2 separate regions of the Rattus norvegicus genome follow, and region 1 is linked to region 2. A link is a contact called in public Hi-C data. All regions are on one chromosome and are shown on one strand. The core of a region is the stretch at or near the end of the contact, and the rest is flanking DNA. Distances in the headings are between cores, read along the strand shown.

Region 1 (5,575 bases), core at 2,785-5,284, 88 kb after region 2:
TCGACGTCCTCACCAGCCTCTTTTACAAGATCTGCCCCACCTCCACTCTGGCTGGCGGTGACCAAAGTGGGGGATGGGAGTTGGAGGGGGGGCAGGATGAAATCCACCCTGTGCGGGTTTTACTCTGCACAGAGCAGGGATTTAGTGGAACCAGAGAATTCTGGGAGTTACTGTGTACTCTATCTAGCTGTATACTGCTGGGGTACGGTGGCTATGGACACGAACCCCATAAGCTGCCCCTCAGTCCCAAACTTGTTGCCATCACCCCTCTACACCATACTGCAGATGAATGTAGCCCCACTCTGCCCGACAGAAGATGCCCCACGCTGCCTCACGTGTAATGCGTGTGGAGGGTGGGTCTCACTGAGTTCCTCTGAATGTTTTCCCTCATCTTCCTCCCCTCCAGCCTCACACAGGGTCCCCCTCCCGTCCTCTATCTCCTCAGGGGCTCTCCCTCTGCCTTTGTCCTTCTTTGGCCCTTCTCACTCAGAAATAGCTTCATTTCTCAGAGTCGCTGACCCCCTTCAGACTCAGAGAAAGCCTGCAGCCAAGCCATGGCCCTGTCTTTCTGCAGCTCTGTCTTCCTTGGCCATTTCATCACTAAGAGGCCACTGACAAGGAAAATCGAGAAAGTAACTTGGAGTTGGATAATGTGTCAAGATTTGAAAGGATCACGCACACACACTTGTAAATACAACCTGATAACAGGACCCCCGAGGGGAGATTTGACTATGTCCCCCCCCACACCCTTTACAGATATAAAGACGCAGGTCTACTGGCTACTCAGACCCATGCTCTCCTCTTTCTCCAAGTGGACAGTTTTCCCACACCAAGGGTACCACTACTTGACCCCGTCTAAGTGACCCAGGGTAAGGCAGGTGAACACCCGGGAACACAGTGCCTCCTCTCAGACTCAAAACTTTGAGAATTGAAGGGCGTTGGATACCTTGAGGTCAGTCCCAAGATCCCACCTTGAGTTTTCCTTGAACATGTTCTTTGCTATTGTGACTTCCTCAGACACATCCCTGGGACCTCCAGCTCAGGTGACAGAAAGAGCTGGCAAGAGTTCTTCTGCCTTTCCCACCAAGAGTAGAGGCACAGTGACAGGAAGTTCCCAACAGGCTGAGGTGTCTCTTGTCTCTGAGCAACTAAGGCCAGGTCCTGGTTTCTATGAGACCTGGGTTAATTGTTTTAGATGTCCAGAATGGGCAACAGAGAGAAGGCACATGTTTCCTCTTCCAGGACACCATGAGGCTGTCACCCTGTAAAAGTAAGGGAGGGCAAAGGCTTCCTTGGCACTGATGAAGAGAGTCTGGGTGTGCCAGGCTCTGGGTCCATCCTCCGAGCCACAAAGGAAAAATAAAATGGCTGACCACAGGGCCTGGTAGAACTTCTTCAATGAGATATCTAGGACTTCCCTCTCCAAGGGCTTCTGTTTGTGTGTGTGCACGCGTGTGTGGAGGTCAGAGGCCAATGTTTGGGTATTGCTTTTCTCCTTCTACCACGGGGCCAGGAACTGAACTCAGGGTGTCAGGCTTGACTGGCTTCTACCTACTAAGCTAACTTTCCCTCTTCTCTCTTCTTTCAACAACTCTTTGTGCTTCAAGCATTTTTTTTAAGTCCATTTTTAGTCTCCTTCCAAAGCTTTTGTGAGTCCTGCAACTGTTCTAGGAATTTTTATTTTCTTTTTATTGTTTTTGTTCACTTGAAAAACTTGCCAGGCGGGTTGGGGATTTAGCTCAGCGGTAGAGCGCTTGCCTAGCACGTGCAAGGCCCTGGGTTTGGTCCCCAGCTCCGAAAAAAAGAAAAAAAGAAAAGAAAAGAAAAGAAAAACTTGCCAGGCATGGTAGCAGAGGTCTATAATCCCAGTGCTTGGGAAGCTGAAGTAAGAGGACAGCTGTGAGTTCAAAGCCAGCCTGAGCCACATCGCAGGTTCAAGGCTAGCTTGGGATACATAGTAATGACCTGTCTCACAAAGGAAGGAAGGGAGGAAGGGAGGAAGGGAAGGGAAGAGGAGAAAGGGGAGAGGCTTGGCAGACCGTTTGTTAGGGCGTGGATATTGCTCTAGCTTTGGCCCTAGGTTGGGGGAAATAACACTTGAAGGGAGTAAGGATGGGGCTAGAGAAATGACTTAGTTGGTGAAGTGCTTGTTCTGTAAACATAAAACACACATTTGTATCCCCAGCACCCACGGAAGATGCTGGGCCATGGGGTCAAAGATAGTTCAGTGTGTAAACACACTTGCCGCCATGCCTGATGGTTTAAGTTTGATCCAAGTATTGGAGAAAGCCAAGTTCTGAGGATTGTTTTAGGACCACCACATAGGCTCTGGGACATATACACACAGACACATAGATGATATATAGATAGATAGATAGATAGATAGATAGATAGATAGATAGATAGATAGAGATAGAGAGATAGAGAGATAGAGAGATAGATAGAAGAAAGGGGCCAGGTATGGTGGTTTATACCTTTAATCTCAGCACTTGGAAGGCAGAGACAAGAGATCTTTGTGAGTTCAAGGACAGCCTGAGCTACATAGTGAGACTCTCAAAAATTGAAACTAAACCAAACTAAACCCAAACACACACACACACACACACACACACACACACACACACACACACACTCAAACTAAGTATAGCTCTGACTGCTGTTAAACTCTCAACCTTCCTGCCTCAGCCTTCCTCACGTCTTATGGTAGAATTACACGGAGCCATCAGCATGCCCAGGTCACATTTGATGTAGACCAAAATGCCCCCCACCCCCACGCCACACACACACACACACACACACACACACACACACACACACACGGTGGAAACTGATGGGAAGGGGGATGGGAGCATAGCCAGACAACAGCAGCCTATCCAAGACCAGGCACTCTGCTCCTTTCCATGCCTGCTGTGCGACTGGGGACGCAAAGCCCCAGCCAGTGTTTTCCGACCGCTTATCTGAAGACAAGGGGAGCCTGTGATTATGATTTCTGCTGATTTGCAATGAAACACTAATGCAGTGGGCTTTTCATTAAGCCAGATTTATTCAATCTAAAGCTAATCCTTTATTCAGAAAGTGCATCTTTATATGTTGTTGGGGGAACAGAGATGTTATAAAAAGAAATTTCTCTTATAAACTAATAGCACTGAAACATAGTGGTGGCCATGCCTTGGCGCCTCTCTCTCTCTCTCTCTCTCTCTCTCTCTCTCTCTCTCTCTGTGTGTGTGTGTGTGTGTGTGTGTGTGTGTGTGTGTGTACATGAATGCACACAGAGTAGCCCCTTCAAATTATTTCTGGGAGTTTACTCTTCTGTGGGATCTCGGGACTCAGTAAATGGTGATTGGGAAGTCTGCAGTTCTTGCCTTTTCTCTTGCCAGCCCAACCCCTTTGCATTCCAATCCAGGCTGTTAGCCGTGGCCGGCCCTTTCACCTGGAGTCTTTCCCCCTCTATTACCTGTCTTCCCATCATTTGCAGACAATTATTCTCAATAACTAGCCAATTACCCTTAAAGACAATTATACTCTTCCATCAGCAAACACGGATGTTCTTTTCTTGGGTCTTTTAATGAAGTCGATATTAAGGAGATACTTTATTTACATAAAGTCAAATGGCTCCCTTTTAGAAAGGTCTGGGTTCAATATCAAAGTTTTAAAATCTTAACTAGAGGATGGGTGTAGAGGGCTTTTGGCTAGGGTAGAAAAGAGGTGGCGATACTTATTCTGATGTTGCTTTAAAAGGTAGGATGCTCAGGGGAGTTGAAAGGATGGGATGGGAGGTGGGCTTCCTCCTCAAGCTAATGAAATCTAAAAGCAGGGATGAGCTGAACTCTAGGAGTGGAACCATTCAGAAATGTCTGCCTTTGACTGACCACAGCTCTTGCCCTCCCCTCCCCCAATCTCTCTGGGGACAGCCAGCACTAGGAGCTAATCGCTTCGGAAAGCCAGATTGAAATGTGTTGCTCGCCCTCCACTGCTTAGAAAAACTTTATTCCAGGCAACGACTGACCCAGACCGATCGTGGCATCTGCCAATCAGGAGGCCAAAGGTGCCGGCAGGGCGGGACCTAGCTGTGCAGAAACTGCTCCGTTAGCGCCGCTCACAAGAAAAAGCTGGGGGAAAGCCTGCCGTTTTATCTCTCTCGGCAGGTGGCCCCTCTCTTTGATGCTTTGGGACTCACCTGTAACTGTCTTCACTTGACTTGACCTAGGCAAAATAACAGCAAGATGCAGGTTCTCGACGTTAGAAGGGGAAAGAAAAAAAAAAAAAAAAAAAGCTCCAAACCGCAACACAACCCGGAAGTGTGCCCCTGCTGTGTTTCTAAAGAGCTGTTTTCTTCCCAAGCTCTACAGCGTGGTGGCTCTAATCGGAAATTTCTTTTTAATCATAGCAGGAGTCCCAATTAGCGTGTTGGGTAATCTTTCAAGTAGAGCGGGAGTTCCATGGTCACATAGAGCAGAGGCAATATTCGGCTTAAAGCCCTAGAGAAAGAGGGGTTATGGGTCTGTGCACGCATGTGTGTCAACGAACATGTGGTTTGTGGAGGCTGGCTTCTCACTCTCAAAATGAGGTGTGTGCACCCCAGGCCTCCTGATTCTCAAAGCTTTATTAGGACCAGAGGGACTGTGTGTGTGGAGAGGTGTTGCTCACAGTGCAGAAACCCCAACCTGGCTTCTCCAGGAGTTTATGTGCCAACACTCAAGCTAGCACATCCCCTAAAGGTATGGGTGTGAGGGACCAAGGACATTGCAAGACAGCAGGCACAGAGTTCTGGGATGCTCCTGTACTCTCCATGCAATAGGCTGTACCCCAGACTCAGCCGCCACCCAGGGCCAGCTCTGATCTGGCTTGACCTACTTTCTTCTGTTGTTGTTTTTGGAAGTGCTGATGTCAATGCAGAATTCAGCAGAGTGGCTGAGTGAGAAAAAAGAGGAGGGGGAGGAGAGAGAGAGAGAGAGAGAGAGAGAGAGAGAGAGAGAGAGAGAGAGAGAGAGAGCAGAGAACACAAGGCAATGGCCACAAGGTCCCTGCCACTACACTAACTGACCCCCACCCCCACCCCCACGGCTTACCCAATATAGCTGAGAGACCCAGTGCTACGGCTTCAGGCTAAGTAACTGGGAAGAGCTGGACAGATATCTCTCTTCTCTCTCTTCATCCAACAAGGGGCAGGAGGGGGTGGCCAGGCAGCCATAGCCAGCTGTGCCACCCCACGGTGAGGAGCCAGACGTTTCGGGCACCCCTCCTTCCCTGAGTGCCTAGAGGTGCTGTGTTTGCAGTCTGTCATGCCTACCGTCGGAGAGAGGCCACTGGGATTTGGTGGAGGTTCTCCACACATGCTGGCCTGGAGGAAATTGGTCTTTAGGGACACTGAAGGCAGTTTCCTCTGTTCAGTGGCTCCTTGGAAACCCACATGACAGAGCTCTCATGGCAACTTGCAGGCTCTCAACTCCCATTCTTAGATGCCCCAAGAACTGTATGGTTTAGGAGAGCCCAGGTGTGAGGTGAATGGGAGGACCCTCCAGAGAGTCGTTGCCTACCCTTCTGAACTTTAACATGGCCCAGCTTTCCATTCCCC
Region 2 (5,182 bases), core at 2,127-4,626:
CTTTGTGTGGATATACATGTTTGTAGGAGGCTTGGGGCTTAGCCAGTGGTCCAGAAGAGAAAACTGATGCCAACAGGTATAGTTATGATGGGCAAAGGCTCGGCTTGCTCTCCAGCACCCAAGTCTCACCTTTCCAAGATATCCACAATGGTGCAGGCAAAGAGCAGGAGGCCTTCTGGCATTTGTAAGGCCACTGCAAGACAAAAAGAGAGGGGGGGGGGGGGGAGGCAGAGAGCTAGAAGAGGCTGGGACAGGACATGGCCCCACATCTGGGCAGGCACCCTTTCCAACCTCACATCTCCACCGTTTGAGGGCTCACCCTTCTTGGCCTGGGCTTGCTGGATCCTCCAGATGGTCTTGGGGATCTCAAAGTTGTAGTTAGAAGGCAGGGCATGGACAGCGGCCTGTAGCTGGGGACTGTTCAGGATCTCAGGGGGGATCTGATTGGCCAGTCGGCCCCGAGAGATGCGACCTAGAAAAACATTAAGGCCTGAGTCTGCATCTGCCCTAGACCACAGGGCAGCCAGAACCACTTAATCTGTTAACTCTAAATTGAAGGCCCAGATTCCACACACAAAGGATATCCATAAACCATGGGGGTGGGGGGTGGGGGGAGCTTCTATGCTGTGAGATTACAAGCAGTCATAAATGGGGGTATGGCTCACTCTTCAGGACTAGAGATGACACAAAACAGACCAAATAGCAAAAGGGTCCCACTGATTTGGCCCAAGTTGCTTAATCCATGCCTTTGTCCCTTTCCTCATTTAAAGGAACAATAAAGTCAGGCATGGTACGCACATCTATGATCCCAAGATGTCAAGATCAGTAAAGTCAACAAGATTTTGTTCTCCCCCCACCCCCCCCCACTTCCACCCCCCAAAAAAAATCTGGGCTGGGGAGATGGCTCAGCAGTTAAGAGCACTCACTGGCTGTTCTTCCAGAGATGCTGAGTTCGATTTGCAAAACCCACAGTGGCTCACTACCATCTGCAATGGGATCTGACACCCTCTTCTGTCCACAGGCATACATGCAAACAGAGCACTCAGAGCTTTTTTCTTTTAAAATATCTCTGAGTCTGAGGCTAACCTGTTCTACGTAGCAAGTTCCAGGCTACTCAGAGCTACACAGTGAGATCCTACCTCAAAAAAGAAAATCCCTCACAAAAATTGGAGGTGAAGAAAAGGTAAAGTGCTTGTCACACAACATGAGGACCTAAGTTCAGCTCTCCAGAACCCATGCAAAAAGCTGGTCACCACAGCAGGCCTGTAATCCCAGTGCTGAGACTTGCTGGACACCCGATCTAGCCCAATCAATGAGCTCTAGTTTAGGTGACAGACTGAATTAAAAATAAAGGTGAGGTGTGGAAGAGACAGTTCAGCTTTTACAAGCACTTGTTACTGACAGCAGCCTGCAACGCCAGCTCCATCAGGCATCTACAAACACACACACACACACACACACACACACACACACACACACACACACACACACGATTTAGCTGGCTTGGGTACAATGAAGCTTAGTTGTATAGCTCAGACTACTTGCTTAGCAATCCCCAGTGGTATGTATGTGTGTGCTGTCAGTGTGAATCTGTGTGAGTGCATGCATGCATGCTCTCTCGCGCTCTCTCTCTCTCTCTCTCTCTCTCTCTCTCTCTCTCTCTCTGTGTGTGTGTGTGTGTGTGTGTGTGTAATTTTTAAATTTTGGTGGTGGTGGTGTTAATGGTGGACGTCTAGGCCACCATGTTTGAGACCCTGTCTCAAAACAGCCACAATTGGTAAGTGGGGCAGTTCAGATCTTGGAAACTTGCTGCTTTTCTTGAGGACCAGAGTTTGATTTCCAGCTCCAGAGAAGTCTGAAACTCTCTTCCAACCACTTCTAGTACACACACAAATACTAAGACAAAAGACAAACACATCTGACTTTTTAACTAAAAGGAAATATGAGTTGATTTAGTAAGTTCCCTACTTCTTAGTCCTTATGTTCAACCTAAGTAGGCCAGAAAGAACACACTTTAGTGTGCTGATGGACAGATAAGGACAAAGGGGACCTTACACCTTAGGAGTTAACACTCTAACCTGAGCAAGGATATACAAATATGCCCTAAACAGAGACTACTAAAACCAGGGGGATGGCTCAGGACCTATGCTCCAACCCTGTGCAACCTTCCACATGGAGGGAGGTAATTCACTCCACTAGTCACCCTTTGACTTCCACAGGCACTGTGACACAGACTGTAAAATAAATAAATGCTAAAATTTTTTCTAATTCATTTTTTTGTTTGTCAGGCAGTGGTGGTACACGCCTTTGATCTGTGCACTTGGGAAGCAGAGGCAGGTGGGTCTCTGGGAGTTGCAGCTCAACCTGATCTTCAGTCAGGGCTACGTAGAGTAAACCTATATCAAAAAAAAAACAAAAACAAAAACAAAAACAAAAAAACAAAAAAACTGAGGCCGTTCAGCAAGGCGTTATCCTGGACTTCCCACTCTACCCAACAATATCTCACCAGGAACCAAAAAGTTGGGAAAAGACAAATTTAATCATCCCGTACCTACAGAAACTGTATCATGTACAAGAACCTCTTGCTAGGGCCCCTATGATAGGAGGGGTCCTCCCAGACCTGTGCTTTTATCTACTATGGTAGAGGGGTGCGTTGAAGAACTCTATTACCTGGAAAGCTGGAGTCCTGACATTATTAATAGTAATACTAATACTGTTAAGCGTTGGGTCAGTTTCATGGCCTTGGACAACGAGCTTAGACACGTCGGCTTCCCTACAGAATCTCTTCAGACAGGTCCAAATTTCTTGTGGGCTTTTGGGCACACAGAAGAGCAGTAGGCACCTCCTCCTTCCCCGCCCCTCCAGTTGAGATCTTTGGGCCAGGATAGTACTCTACACCTAGCACAAGGCTGAAATTTACTGGGCGCCGGCTAGTGCCTGGTAAAGGACACCAAGCTCCTCTTCCCATAAATAAAAACATATCCTCCGAGTCCGCTTGTAAAACGGAATGTGGTCCCTCCTTCCCTCCGGTCGGATCTGTCCTATCCCATCACTCTTCTGGGGTCTGTCTACTAGCTGGGATAGGGCGTAGTTCCGCCTTGAGGAAAGTAAACTCCCAGGAGGGACAGTTTTTGTATTTCCGAGGAAAAGACCAGTCCCTGGGTCTCCGGTGATGAGAGCTCAGAACTTATAACAGTACGACACCCTCGCGTCTCAAGGAAAAAGGAGTCATCTCCCGCCCTGTCCCTGACCTGGGGGGGTCCCACCAGAGATGCGAGGTCTGGAGGCCACAGCGTTGCAGCACCCACCTCTGCCAGGGCCGACTCGGCTTCCTGGCTCGGAAGTCTCGGGCACAACCAGCGCCGCCATCACTCAAGAGCCCACGTGGGGAACAAAAAGGCAGCGCCGGAAGAGTGCGGAGAGTGCAGACAGCACAATCGACCGCGGAGCTACCGAGCAGAGGGCGGAGATTCCAGGAGGGCGGAGACTAAAAGGAGATGAGGGCGGTGCTACAATGGGCACTGGTTGGTACAAAAGGTCTGGACTCTCAAGCCTCTCTGCGTCCCCTAGTGGTCCCCTTTGTTCCCACGCTCTTCAATAGCCTAGTTCAAAGCTGTTAGTCCCAGATGAGTGTACCTAAAGGAGTTCTGCCGGCCTCCCTGTTGTTCCCCACCTTCACTCTATTTCTTTCCTTGTAAGGTGTAGTCTGTCAGCTGACATGGGCACATTCTCTACCTCAGAGGACTCTGCTGTCCCAACAAGATGGAGCCTTAACGCCTACCAGCTTGGTGCGGATTTCTGTGTACCCATCGTGTGGAGGGTCGACATGGAGGAAGCTGGTACTCAAGGGAGAAACTGGAAACTGAAAAAGCTTTCTTGGAAGGACAGGGCAGCTTGAGGCTTCAATTCCCTAAACCTCCTGGGTCCTGACAAGCCTTTGCCCTCTCTAGTCTGTCCTTCAGGCTATAGCCTTTTTCCTGATCAGTGGACAGCACTCCTGGGACCCCAAAGAGAAGTCAGAGCAGTCAGCAAGACAGACTTGACCTTTGGAAGAACAAAGCACCTGCAGGGCTTACCTTCAGCCTTCTGCAACACGGTCACCAACACTCTGAACCCCCACTCCCATCCTCCTCTCTGCAGTGGTGAGCACAGCTGTCCCTTTAAGACAGCTCTGTGGCCTCAGGCTCCCCTGGAGGCCCTCCCTGCTTGGAAACCCCTAATTAAGGTGCAGAGAGATGTAAAAACAAGCAGCCAGGTACAGGCTTTGCCTAAGAGGCTGCTCAGAGGAGAGAGCAAGGCAGACTGGGAATGAGCAGCCAAGGAAGGGATGGAAAGGGTCAATGCCCCTTCAGTCTCTGTGACTCTTAAGACAGGCACAGCTTGACCCAGAATGTGCTCATCAGGGAATAATCATTCACCTTAAGAGTCCAGCCTATGCTTCTCCCAGCTTCTCTGGACATCCCTACCCCTCAGTGCATCCTGGAGCCCACTCTGCCACCTCTGCACACCAAAGCCTAGCCTGCCTGTGGACAGCTTCCGGTCTGGCTTTAGCTTCAAGTTCTATGGTGGAAAGATTGGTGCCAATGGCCCAGTGGCTTCTCCCCAGCAGCTGCCTCATCTCCTGGGACCTTTACCTGGTTAAAGGTCTGCCCTATTGACTCACATTGCTGTATAGCTTCTGTCACACACCAGCAGCCCTGCCCCTACTTAGGAAACTAGGTGATACAGAGGAAAACTGCAGTGCAAACCCATGATGGTGGTGTCCCTAAGACCTTGCTGAGGAACAGGACATTAGTACCTGTCAATCAGCTTGGGCTGAGGACATTTCCATCTGTCCGTGAGGGTCCCCCTTCCTGAGTTACTCAGCACTCTGAGTAATGACTGCCTGATGAGAAGTCAGGCTCAGTGGAACCCCCTCCCCCATTACACCACAACACCCACCGGCAGCCACCCCCATCCCCTGGCTGGACTCCAAGTCAGCATCCAGCCCTCCTAAATCCCAAAATAACTGCTCTCACACTCACACCGCCCAAGTTTGCCCAATATATTGGAGTTGATGGGGCAAGGGGGTCATGAGGGGGCGGCATGGGAAGGTGGAAAAAACGAATAGCAAGGCCCTCACACAGGCCCACATTTTAGTGCCGATTACTGGGTGCTGTTGAGCACATTTCTAGCCTCTCTG

The links. A called contact is a pair of places that touch in the nucleus more often than the background predicts.
Region 1: a Hi-C map of liver shows a contact between it and region 2, with 4 times the contacts expected there. The contact joins the enhancer-like site here to the promoter of Dph1 in region 2. A contact is called at or near these places in 12 of 12 Hi-C or Micro-C datasets (the A7r5 cell line, the Rat2 cell line, Schwann cells and 7 more) and 1 of 1 datasets of contacts at active chromatin or transcription factors (oligodendrocytes).

What each region holds. Positions count from the first base shown.
Region 1 is chr10:60,622,522-60,628,096 of GRCr8, forward strand. No RefSeq gene overlaps it. Among named protein-coding and RNA genes, the nearest start is that of Rpa1, 73 kb to the right of the region's middle. Within about 2 kb of position 4,035, at least 19 of the 93 cell types and tissues checked have an H3K27ac peak or open chromatin away from gene starts, as enhancers often do. A contact at or near this core is called in Schwann cells, hepatocytes and liver, where this site is marked.
Region 2 is chr10:60,534,726-60,539,907 of GRCr8, forward strand. It overlaps Dph1 (diphthamide biosynthesis 1), which reads right to left and starts at 3,377. Exons shown (of 13, transcript NM_001105809.2): 1 at 3,309-3,377; 2 at 320-472; 3 at 130-193. The coding sequence starts at 3,369.